2 separate regions of the Mus musculus genome follow, and region 2 is linked to region 1. A link is a contact called in public HiChIP or PLAC-seq data. All regions are on one chromosome and are shown on one strand. Each heading gives the region's core, a stretch centred on a gene start, on an enhancer-like site or on the middle of the called end of the contact. The rest is flanking DNA. Distances are from core to core; before and after follow the strand shown. Region 1 overlaps Prpsap2 (phosphoribosyl pyrophosphate synthetase-associated protein 2). Region 2 overlaps Ulk2 (unc-51 like kinase 2).

The links. HiChIP or PLAC-seq counts read pairs in DNA pulled down with a chosen protein or histone mark.
Region 2: a contact with region 1 is called in an H3K27ac HiChIP or PLAC-seq map of microglia, with 2.7 times the contacts expected there. The contact joins two enhancer-like sites. A contact is called at or near these places in 1 of 15 datasets of contacts at CTCF or cohesin (pro-B cells), 9 of 484 Hi-C or Micro-C datasets (the HL-1 cell line, embryonic stem cells, reprogramming fibroblasts and 1 more), 2 of 115 datasets of contacts at active chromatin or transcription factors (embryonic stem cells and microglia) and 2 of 9 other capture datasets (adipose tissue and pancreatic islet).

What each region holds. Positions count from the first base shown.
Region 1 is chr11:61,741,537-61,747,652 of GRCm38.p6, reverse strand. It overlaps Prpsap2 (phosphoribosyl pyrophosphate synthetase-associated protein 2), which reads left to right. Exons shown (of 12, transcript NM_144806.2): 7 at 2,593-2,708. Among named protein-coding and RNA genes, the nearest start is that of Prpsap2, 17 kb to the left of the region's middle. Within about 2 kb of position 3,677, at least 11 of the 459 cell types and tissues checked have an H3K27ac peak or open chromatin away from gene starts, as enhancers often do. A contact at or near this core is called in microglia, where this site is marked.
Region 2 is chr11:61,836,681-61,842,639 of GRCm38.p6, reverse strand. Ulk2 (unc-51 like kinase 2) reads left to right here. Exons shown (of 27, transcript NM_013881.4): 4 at 1,309-1,341; 5 at 2,494-2,530. Among named protein-coding and RNA genes, the nearest start is that of Ulk2, 15 kb to the left of the region's middle. Within about 2 kb of position 3,544, at least 16 of the 459 cell types and tissues checked have an H3K27ac peak or open chromatin away from gene starts, as enhancers often do. A contact at or near this core is called in microglia, where this site is marked.

The sequences.
Region 1 (6,116 bases), core at 2,428-4,927:
TCATCTGTTGATGGACATCAGGTTGATTCCGTTTTCTTGTGTTTGTGAGTACAGCAGCAGTATATGTGGATATGCAAGTGTTTGTGTGGCAGAGCGTAGAGACCTCTTCATGTCTGCCAAGCAGTGGTTCAACTGGGATAGGTGGTAGTTCTTTTTTTATTGTATATCTCTATTTTGGCTGAATTATTTCTGTGTACCACATGTTTGTAGTACCCTCAGGCCAGAAGAGGGCATTAGATCCTCTGGAACTAGAGTTCCAGCTGTCAGTTGCCCGATGGGTGCTGGAACTGAGCCCAAGTCCTGTGGAGGAGCAACTATTGCCTTTAACCCCTAAGTCCCTTCAGCCCCTGGTAGCTCTCTCTCTCTTTAATTTTGTGAGAAGCCTGCACATTGATTTTCATGGTGACTACATAAGTTTATACCTCACTAGCAACAGTGTTTCTCTTTAGCCGTGTCTTTGACAGCAATTCTTGTTATTTGTTTTCTTGGTGGTTGCTGTTCTAGCTAGGGGGAGGTGAAATCTCAAAGGCTGGCAGTCTTCTGTTTGTTTACTTTTTCTAAGACAGGGTCTCACTAAGTGACCATGTCAGCCTTAAACAGCAGTTGAAAAGCTTAAAGGAATGCATCTCACCACATTCGGCTCAAAGTAGTTTTAATGTTTCCCTGATGGCTCAAGATGTCAAACACACGGGTATAGTTGTTGCTCATTTGTATGACTTCTTTTGAGAACTGTCTGTTCAGTCTGCTCACCTGTGGAATGCTTGGCAATTTGAGGGTCTTGTTTTCTGGGGGGGTTGGTTTTTTTGTTTTTTTGTTTTTTTCATTTTTCTGCTGTTTAATTTGTGCATTTCTTTATATTCTAAATAACACCTTCCCTATCTAACATGTAGCTAGCAAAGGTTTTCTCCTGTTCTGTAGGCTGGATGTTCATTCCACAGCCTAAGAATTTTATATGTGTTTGTACATACTTTAACAGATGTCTGTGTTGTGTGTGCTTGTATGTGAGTGTACATGATTAAGGGAGGCATACATCACAGAAGTTTGTGCAGACAAAGGACTGAAACTTCCCCAGGTCACCACTTCTTACAGATACTCACTATAGAAAATACATTTCCAAAGTAGCTTTAAAAAGAAGGCAGAAACAAAACACGGCTTTAAAAAATATAAACCCTAGCAACTTCAGTCCTGGGGAACCATAGTAGTTATTTATGTTATTGATGTGACAGAACACCTGACAAACACACCTGGAGGGAGAGAACGTTTATTCTGACTCCCAGTTTGAGGTACAATCCATCACGTAGAAGGTAAGGTAGCTGGGCCTTCCATACTGCACTTTCAGTCAGGAAGGGAGGAAGGACAGATACTGGGCTCAGCTAGTTTCCTCCTTATTCACACAGACATCAGCCCAGGTGTGATGTCACCCAATGAATCATCTTTTTTTTTTTTTTTTTTTTTTGGTTTTTCGAGACAAGGATTTCTCTGTATAGCTCTGACGTCCTGGAACTCACTTTGTAGACCAGGCTGGCCTCGAACTCAGAAGTCCGCCTGCCTCTGCCTCCGCCTCCCGAGTGCTGGGGTTAAAGGCGTGCACCACCACGCCCGGCCCAATGAATCTTCTTGCTTCAGTGTAATCAAAATAACCCTCATAGTCATGCCAGACACTGATCACTCACATGTGTCTCCCAGACTCACCTCTAGGTGACTGTAAATCCTATCTAGTTGACTTATTAACCACTGAACCCCTTTGAAACACTAACAAGCTTTGACAGAGGAAACAGGCTAGCTCACTGAGTCTTCTGGACGCTTTCTCCTTTCTCTTATAGGCTTGGATGGACCACACAGGTTCAGCTCCTTACTCTTTTGGACAACACTACTTCTAAAATGTTCTCGTACCTTTTTCTGTTAATCATTTCAGATGTCACAGTGTGGGTGAAGAGGTCTTGGTATCTTATGTTGGGTTTTGTCATCCCTGCTAAGGAAAATTGTAGGAGAGACAATCAGCTGTAAAAACACTTGTAGAAATATTTCTTTGTTAAGATTTTCTGCTGTTTCTGTACTTTAAGGGCTTGTTGTTGATTTGCTTATTCGTTTGTTTGTTTTTTTCAAGACAGGGTTTCTCTGTGTAGCCCTGGCTCTCCTGGAATTCACTCTGTAGATCAGGCTGGCCTCTAACTCAGAGATTCACCTGCCTCTGTCTTCCTGAGTACTGGGATTAAAGGCGTGTGCCACCACTACCTGGCCAAAGGTCTTATTTTTATTTATGTGTATGTGTGTGTGCATGGGTATGTGCACATGTATGTTGGTTTCTAGAGGACAAAAGAGGGTCTTGGCCTTTGGAACTGGAATTACAGGTGGTTGTAAGCCTCCTAACATGTAACCAGACTTAATCCTCTGCAAGTTATTTGCTGAGCTATCTTTCTGCCCCTACTTCTGATCTTCAAATGGAAGTGAAAATCATACGTCTAATATTACCAAAATTATAAGCAGAGGTGCCAGGTTTTCATGATAGGACAGTATGTGCTTGGTCATTGTTATCTAGGTGTCTTAGAGTCCTGTGGTACCGTGACATGTTTAACTTGCTTATGTTTGAAGGTCTGACTCATCTCATCACTATGGATTTACACCAGAAGGAAATCCAGGGCTTCTTCAATATTCCAGTGGATAATTTAAGAGCCTCCCCATTCCTGTTACAATATATTCAAGAAGAGGTAAGCTAGCTCTAACTTTTTATGTTAATATTCTGGGATGATATAGTTTCTGTTTCTTTTAGTTTTTCCTAAAAGGCCAAAACTTTATGTATTCTGTTATACTTCATAAGTACAAGTCTCTAAAATTTCGTATCTGTAGGTTTTTTTTCACTCAGCTCTTTTTTCCCCAAATTTTGCTTATGTGTGTAGTTGTTTTGTTTGCATGTAGGTATGTGCACCATGTGTGTGCCTGGTGCCCTTAGAGGCCAGACGTGTACATCAGTTCCCCTAGAAATGGAGTTGTGAGCCCCTCCAGGTGGTGCTGGGAATTGCATCCATGTCCCTGGAAGGATGCTAGTTGCTGAGCCCTTGCCTCTTCACCTCTCTCCTTATATTTATTGCCTTATATGAGTTCCTCATCGCTGACTTTTTCATCCATTTTGCTGGCCTTTCCCCCTGGTGTCTCATTTCATCAGCCCTCTTTTGTTAATTTCTGAAGGAAGACTGTCTCTGTAAAATAAGATCTGTTTTTACTTAAGCTGACCCTTTGTTGGACCATGCAGAGGCAGATTCTATTCCATGATCTTACTCAAAAGTTTCCAGAATTTGTTAGTTTTATGAGTATTTGTGGTCTGCTGATTTAGAAGTCTTTTGCATGTTTGGTTTGTGCCACACTTTGGTGTTTTGCTTTTAGGAGCTGTTGTTAGCACATGGAGTGTTTCTCTGTAGTAACTTTTCCAGAGAGCGTCATTTCTTGGTGGTGTATTTAAGGGCAGCACTTTCTACATTTCTAAAGCGTGTTTCCTGGTTGACAGTCCAGGCCTTCCTCATAGGCCTGGTCTTTGGTTCTTTGTCTGCGGTGGTTCTGTCTGGTTGGCTGTCATCTTTCTTTGGCAGGGTTTGGCAGGCATGACATTAGCTGCTTTTCTTGTTGAGCACTAGTACAGAAGGGTCTGACAAAAGCAGCTGACAGGAAGGGTCTCTGCTGACCAGCAGGGTCAGAGCGCTGTCAGAGTGGGGAAGGCAGGCTTGACTGCAGCATGAGGCAGCTGCTTACACAGCACCCAGTCAGGAAGCCCAGATGTGAGTGCTGCTGCCCAGCCGTCTTCTCCTCTTCCCTCCTTAGGCAAACCTTTCTGAAAACACTCTTGGAGATAAGACACAAAGGTCTGATGGTTCTAAATCCACTTAGTCTAAATCCACTTAGGTTTACAGTCAAGATAGCCAGGACAACCATCCATAGTGAAGTGATTTAGAAGTATATTTGAAAAGAAAGATGTATAGAAGCTGAGCAGTGATGGCGCACACCTTTAATTCTAGCACTTGGGAAGCAGAGGCAGGTGGGTTTTTGAGTTCGAGGCCAGCCTGGTCTACAGAGTGAGTTCTAGGACAGCCAGGGCTACACAGAGAAACCCTGACTTGGAAAAAACAAAAGGGGGTGGGGGGGGGGAGGAAGAAAAGAAAAAAAAGGTGTATAGAATATCTGCATGTTTTATAAGACACATTAAAACCAGTAATTAAAAATAATATGCTGGGCTGTGATGATGCATATCTTTTATCCCAGCACTTGGGAGACAGAAGCAGGTTGACATCTGTGATTTTGAGGACAGCCTGGTATACAGAGCAAGTTCTAGGACAGCCAAGGCTACACAGAGAAACCTTGTTGCAAAACAAACAAACAAACAAGAAAACAAAACTATAGAAGATAGATAGATTGATAGATATTCATTCAATTTTTATTTACTGATTTATTTTGAGATGACCTTCTGTTTGTTACCCAGGCTGAACTCTGGGAATCAAGTAATCCTCCTGCCTCAACCTCCTGAGTGTTCACATTGTACCTGGCTGTAACTTCTTATTTTTGTGAGATTGGCACTTACTGTGCAGGCCAGTTTGGAGTTACTGCACTTGGCTCTTGTCTTGGTCTAAGCACTTGGCTCCTTGCATAATGGTGTCCTGGGCAAATTGGCTCTCTCCTCCCAGACTTCTCAGGAGCTCATTTCTCCTGTTGACCAGCGACTGAGCTGCTTGTTTGGACTGATAGCTTCCTCCTAGTTATGTGGTTCTTTCACATCAAACCTTGATCTGTTTATAAGATTTCCTGTTTTATCCTCTGAAGACACAATGAGCCTGTTTTTACTAGAGTCCTTTGGTTTTATTAAGGGCTTTGTTGGCTGCTATGCTGTCTCTTGGCAGGGTGTGATGTTATTTGATGAGGCAAAGAAAGAAGTGCATGAAATAGTTCAGAAAAACTTCTGGCTAAAACAAGGTGCCTAAATGATTTCGTGTTTTCTCTCTCTCCTCTCTCTCTTCTCTCTCTTCTCTCTCTTTTGCCTGAGAACACTGGGCAGGTGTGTCTTTTCTCTACCTGAAAGTCCAATCAGCATATCTGTGTGTGTAATTTTTATTTGTTTGTTTGGTTTTCCGAGACAGGGTTTCTCTGTATAGCCCTGGCTGTCCTGGAACTCACTCTGTAGACCAGGCTGGCCTTGAACTCAGGAATTCACCTGCTTCTGCCTCCCAAGTGCTGGGATTAATGGTGTGTGCCACCACGCCCAGCTGTGTGTAATTTTTTAAAATTCACCTTACATCCCAATCAGCCCGCCCTGCTCTCTTCCCAGTCTTCCCATTACAAATCCCACCTGACATTACTCCCTCCCCTTCTACTTAGAGAGAGAAGGGATGGTGATCATTTTGTTCCTTTACTGAGCACTTGTTACCCAGCGGGCCTTTGGATGCTTACAACCACTGTGTTAAGATTCAGTGTTGGGACTAGAGAGAGTTCACAGGTAAGAGCACTGCATCGTCTTCCCAGCATCCACAGGGTGGCTCACAACAGTCTGTAACTCCAGTTCTGGGGACCTGGTGCCTTCTGACCTCTGCAGTACCAGGCATAAGCTGGTACATAGACATACATGTAGGAAAAACACAGCTGTCACTTTGTTTGTTTAAAGGGCTCTTAAGCCCTTTTATTAAGAGCAGTAAGCTAACTTTCCTTTCACAAATGGCTTTCCTCAGCATGGAGTAACTGCAGTGTATTTGTCACATGTTTGAACCACAGAATTTTAGAATATGACATTAACTTGGATTCAGACTCAATGGATATCTTTCTATTGTGAAATTACATTTGATGTGGGATTCATGAAAAGTCTTTATTTATTGAAACAAAGTCACACTAGCCTCCTAGACAATTGGGATTACAAGGCATACACATCACACCTGGTTTGCTTCTGTTAATTTTTTTGTTCCTTGCTTTTTGAGGTCTCTCACTGAACATGGAGTTCATTGATTCGCTAGATTGCCTGGCCAGTGTGCTTTAGGGATCTGCCTGACTCTACCTTTTATAATCACCCCCCACCCCCACCCCCACCCCCACCCCCCAGCGCCACTCCCAGTGTTGGGGTTACAAACACAGGCTGCCATACTCAG
Region 2 (5,959 bases), core at 2,295-4,794, 95 kb before region 1:
ATTTTGTAGAATGGTCTTAACTTTTTCAGATCCTTAGTTAATTTCTCTGATTCTCTGCTGTAGCTGCAGTGTGGACAGTGTAAAGTCATTTTCTGACTGGACTAGTCGCTCCCTTTCTCAGATGCCTTCTTGTTTCCCATGGATCACCTTGTCTTGGAATTTTGGAACTTGTTGAGCTTAATTGCTGCCTGTGAAGTATTGTATCTCGAGTCATTTCAGCACTGGTTATGTCAAGCCAGAGAGCCAGTTCAAAATTAGCACTGTAATTTATTTTATTTTATTTTATTTGTTTGTTGGTTTATTTATTTATTTAGGTTTTTCGAGGCAGGGTTTCTCTGTATCGCCCTGGCTGTCACTGGAACTCACTCTGTAGACCAGGCTGGCCTCGAACTCAGAAATCCGCCTGCCTCTGCCTCCCAAGTGCTAGGATTAAAGGTGTGCACCACCACTGCCTGGCAGCATTGCAATTTTAAAATGTAATAAAAAAATTGCCATATATTTAGTCTCTGAATTGCTAACCCAGCAGACATGAAGCTGTATAAGTGTGACAGTTTGGAAAAAATACTCAAACTAATTTCCTTAAATCTTTAAATATATTTTGTATACTGTAATAAGAAATCTTCATTTTCCAAAAATTTACTGATAATATGGTTGTCCTAAACAACAACAAACAAAAACAAACAAACAAACCCAAAACTACTCATCCTATGGCTATGTTTCAGAAATAAGAGTTTGCTAGTGTTGCTAGGAAGAGCATAAGCCATTGTGCTACTGAGCTGAAACTTCTCAGAGTGGGAGCACTTCGCTGAGGGCCGAGTAAAGCCTTCTTTCTCTCTTATTGTTCACAAATGGTGAATGTATCATGCTTTTTGTTGTGGTTGGAGACAGGACTTGCTGTGCTGATGAAGCCTCGAGCTTGCAGTGTTCCTCATGTGTCACTGGGTTTTATTCCACTGCTTTTCAACATCCTCAACGCTAAGCTAATTTATCCTGCAGTAGCCTCTAAATAGGTTGATAACTACTTTAGTGTCATCAAAATCTATTTTGACTATGCAGTCCAATACATAAGACACAGTTGAGAAGTTCAGAGCCAGAGGTATAGCATAGAGGGGCTTGCATTGGGTGTCCCCAGCCCAGGTTCTATCCTGAAAGTGTATGAAGTAAAAAAGATAAGACTTCTCTTGCCTGAGAATTTTAATTTTACTTCCTGATGAATTTTGTGACTTTCATTTAATGATGAACATGTGTATTTTTTAATTAACTAAACCTAGTGTTTAGTTTTTTATGATATTTATGCTTATTTTCTAGGAATTGCCCAACTCTGTCTTTCTGGTGATGGAGGTAGGTATTCTACCAGTATTGAGAATAAGTATTAATAAAGTTGATTGAATGATTTAGATTCTACTTCTTCATAAAGAAAAAAAATGTAAGTGTTTTAACTAGACAATTAAAATACTTTAAAATTAGATTATATTTTATAAACAATTTTAACAATTGATTAAATTCATTTTGAGTTAATGCTCTCATTTTAATTACTTTTTCTTTTTTAAAGTTAAATTACATTTTATTGGCTGGGCATGATGGCGCATGCTTATAATCCCACCAGAGGCAGAGATAAGTAGATCTCTGTGAGTTTGAGGCTAGCCTGGTCTATATAGCAGGAGTTCTAGGACAGCTAGGGCTGTATAGTAGAAACCTTGTCACAAAAATAAATAAAAAGAATACAGTACATCTTATTTACTTATTATATGTGTGTGGGAGGGATGGGCACTGACTTGGACTTTCTTTAGTTGACTTGGTTTTGGTTTAGGCTTTTTTTTTTTTTTTTAAATTTATTTATTTATTATATGTAAGTACACTGTAGCTGTCTTCAGACCCGCCAGAAGAGGGCATCAGATCTCATTACGGGTGGTTGTGAGCCACCATGTGGTTGCTGGGATTTAAACTCTGGACCTTCAAAAGAGCAGTCAATGCTCTTACCTGTTGAGCCATCTTGCCAGCCCTGGTTTAGGCTTTTCGAGACAAGGTTTCTCTGTGTAGGCCTGGCTGTCTTTGAATTCACAGAGATCTGCCTGTCTCTGACTCCTGAGTGCTGGGATTAAAGGCGTGCATCCCAACAGCCAGACTCCGAGGAAGGCTTCGAGGCTTTGGTTCTCTCCATCTCCATCCATTGAGTGGATTCTGGGGATCTAGCTCTGGTCACATGTGGCACCCTTACCTGCTAGCTCACTTTGAAGACACTCCTTTGTTTGTAAATATAAAATGTTTTTGTTGTTGTTTCTTTCTTTGAGACAGGTCTCACTGTGTATCTTAGCTGTCCTGGAACTCAGTTTGTAGTCCAGGCTGTCCTTGAACTCACAAAGATCTGCTTACCTCTGCCTCTTAAAGAAGTATACCCCCTTATCAGTCTATTAAATACTTGATTTTAATCACAATAACAGTATCTTTTGAAGTTAATTACCTTTTTTTTTTTTTTTTTTTTTTACTTATCAGTATTGCAATGGTGGAGACCTGGCAGATTATTTGCAAGGTAATTCTATTGCTACACTTCCTTATTTGTGCAGGTTTGTGTGTGTGTGTGTGTGTGTGTGTGTGTACAGGGACACCATGGCACACATGTGGTTAGAGGAAAATTTGTGGGAGTACACTGTCCTTTTCCACCATGTGGGTCTCAGAATGGAAGTCAAGTTGTCAGGTTTGGTGGCAAACACTTTTACCCACTGAACCATCTCACTAACCCCGCAAGGTAAATTTATGTGTATTTATCAATGCTCAGTAAGTGGAGTATGCTTAATTCTGAGAGGCATTTCTGAAATGCTGCCTCTGTGTCCCAAACTTGTGTAGAAACATTCAATACAAACTGTGTATAACGTGTAGTTATTTTGCTGACCAGCTGGTTTTAATTTTCTAAGCTCACATAAGTATCAACCTTGTTCTCTGACAGTGAGGAAGAGGTTTAAAGGAGGGACTTCCCCAGGAGGGAAGAAATTAAATAAGAATTCATTTTCTTCAATTTATTTCCTGTCTTATCATCACTGAGCCATTAGTTCCTTTCATTTCTTTAAAAATCAAAGCTGGTTGGTGGTGGCAGTGGGAGCAGGCCTTTAATCCCAGCACTTGAGGCAGAGGCAGGCATGTCTACAGAGCGAGGTCAGCATGGCCAGGACAACACAGAGAAACCCAGTCTCAAACAGCAACAACAAAAACAACAACCCCCCCAAAAAAACCAAACAAACCAAAACCCATGAAGTAGAAGGGGAAGTTGGAAGAAGAAGGAAGTGGGAAGGGAATAAGGGGTGATATGGTCTAAATCATTATGCATGTATACAATGTTATATCAGAAAATAAGACTATAGAGCAGCAGGTCTCAACCTGTGGGGTGAGACCCCTTTGGGGGTCTGTCTTAGGGTTTCTGTTGCTTCAGTGAAAGACTAAGATCAAAATGCAAGTTGGAAAGGAAAATATTTATTCAGCTTACACTTCCACATAGCCGTTCATCACCAAAGGAAGTCAGGACAGGGACTCAAATCAGGGGAGGAACCTGGATAGGAGGTGATGCAGAGGCCATGGAGGTGGCTACTTCCTGGCTTGCTCAGCCAGCTTTTTTATAGAACCCAGAACCATCAGCCCAGGGATGGCACTGAGATGCCAAATCGTTTAAGTTTTAACTCAGGTAAACTAACAGGCTTGTACTAACACTAGTTTCCAAGTTGCACCCCCCCCCCCCCCCCGCCAAACAAGACTAGTGTCTCCAGGTTTTTCCCCCAACAAACCTACACAAGCCCACCCTCCTGCCTAATGACCACCAATGCAGAGGAGAACAGAGATTAAGTTTATAATATGACTCGTAGCACCAGCCAATTATGTTAAAGGCCACAGTACTTTCCAATTAGATGCTTGCACATGTGTTCCCTGCTTGCTGCTTTCTATAAAGCCTTGCCCGATTGACATTCAGGGATCCTCTCTCCACCAAAACGTCCTGTGTGATGGAGGTGCCTGTGTGATGGAGGTGCACTGGGGGACGGGGAGCGAGCTAGCTCGAATAGAATAAAGACCGTGCTGTGAGTTGCATCAGATTGTCTCTTGTGTGTGTTTTTTGGGGAATCACTAACATTTCCCTGGCACAGCAGCACTACCTACAGTGGGCTGGGTCCTTCCCCATTGATCACTAATTGAGAAAATGCCTTATAGCTGGATCTCATGGAGGCATTTCCTCACCTGAGGCTTTTTCCTTTCTGATGGCTTTAGCTTCTGTCAAGTTGATGTAAAAAACCAGCCAATACAGTGTCACATATCAGATATTTACATTACTATTCATAACAGTAGCAAAATTACAGCTATGAAGTAGCAACTAAATAATTTTATGGTTGGGGGGGATCACCACAACATGGGGAACTGTATTAAAGTGAGGAACATTTCACAACATTGGAAAGGTAGAGAACAGAACCACTGCTCTAGACACTGATTTGACTTACCCACTAACGTATAGTAACATACATCTTAGTGCTTATAAGAAAGTAGATCTGACGGGGCTGGAGAGATGGCTCAGAGGTTAAGAGCACTAACTGCTCTTCTGAAGGTCCTGAGTTCAATTCCCAGCAACCACATGGTGGCTCACAACCATCTGTAATGAGATCTGACGCCCTCTTCTGGAGTGTCTGAAGACAACTACAGTGTACTTACATATATAATAAATAAAATCTTTAAAAAAAAAAGAAAGTAGAACTGAAAGAATGCATTCCAGATTTATTTATTTAATCTGGATAATAATAATATTTATTTTTATCATCATTATTTTGTATGACTGGGTTATTTTGCCTGCATATGTTTGTTCATGTGCATGAAGTGCCTCCAGAGGCTAGAATAGGGTGTTGCATCCCCTGGGACACCAGTTAGAGGTTGTTGTGATCCACCAAGTAAGACCTAGGAATCAAACCTGAGTACCCTTACTATGGAGCCATCTTTCCAGACATCACCAGATTTCTGTTGTTTTGTTTTTGTCTTGGCTGACCTGGAACTCACTATGTAGACCAGGCTAGCCTTGAAATACAGAGATCCACCCACCTCTGCTTCCGGAGTGCTGGGATCAGTTTTTGTTTGTTTTGTTTCATGTATTGTAGGCTATCTCTGAACCTACTATTAAATGAGACTGGGCTTGAACTCCTGAACCTCCTGCTTCTGTTTCCCAATTGCTAAGATTGTAGGTATCTGCAACTGGCTAAAGATTTCAAATTCACGTTGGTTTTGAGACATAGTATCATTGTATATCTATACTAGGATGGCCTTGAAGTCACAGAGATCTACCTGTCTCTACCTCTGCTGCCTCCTGAGTTTTGGAATCAAAGGCATGTGAGACCATACTAGGTTCTACTTGAAATTCTTTAGTGTTCATGATATAGGAGATTTCACTTTAGAGTACTTGGAAATTTTTTTTTTTTACAGTCTGTTATGGTTATTCCAGCACTGGGAGACAAAGGCAAGTGGACTGGGATAGAGTGGTCTTACATAATGAATACCAGGTCATCCAGGGCTGTGTAGAGAAAACCTGCCTCAAAAAAAAAAAAAAAAAAAAAAAGTGTTTATCAGAAAAAACCCCAGAGGAGAGAATAAGAACAACCCTCATAGGAAAAACATTTCGTACTCTTCAAGCCATGGGGTTGACTTTATTCAATCTTAAGGACATAATTGTCTTGTTTTGTTTTTGTTTCTCTGCTTTGTCTTTGTTTGTTTGAGGCAGGGTTTCTCTGTGTAGCCCTGGCTGTCCTGGAACTCACTCAGAGATCCATGTGCTTTTTCCTCCTGAGTGCTAGGATTAAAGGTGTGGCATCATGTCTTGTCCTTAAGAATATCATGCCAGCAAGTTATTAAAGTGGTTTCAAGCCATGAAATGTCATTTGACATGATATGAAAATGATTTTAAGGACTGGAGAGATGGCTCAGCGGTTAAGAGCACTGACTG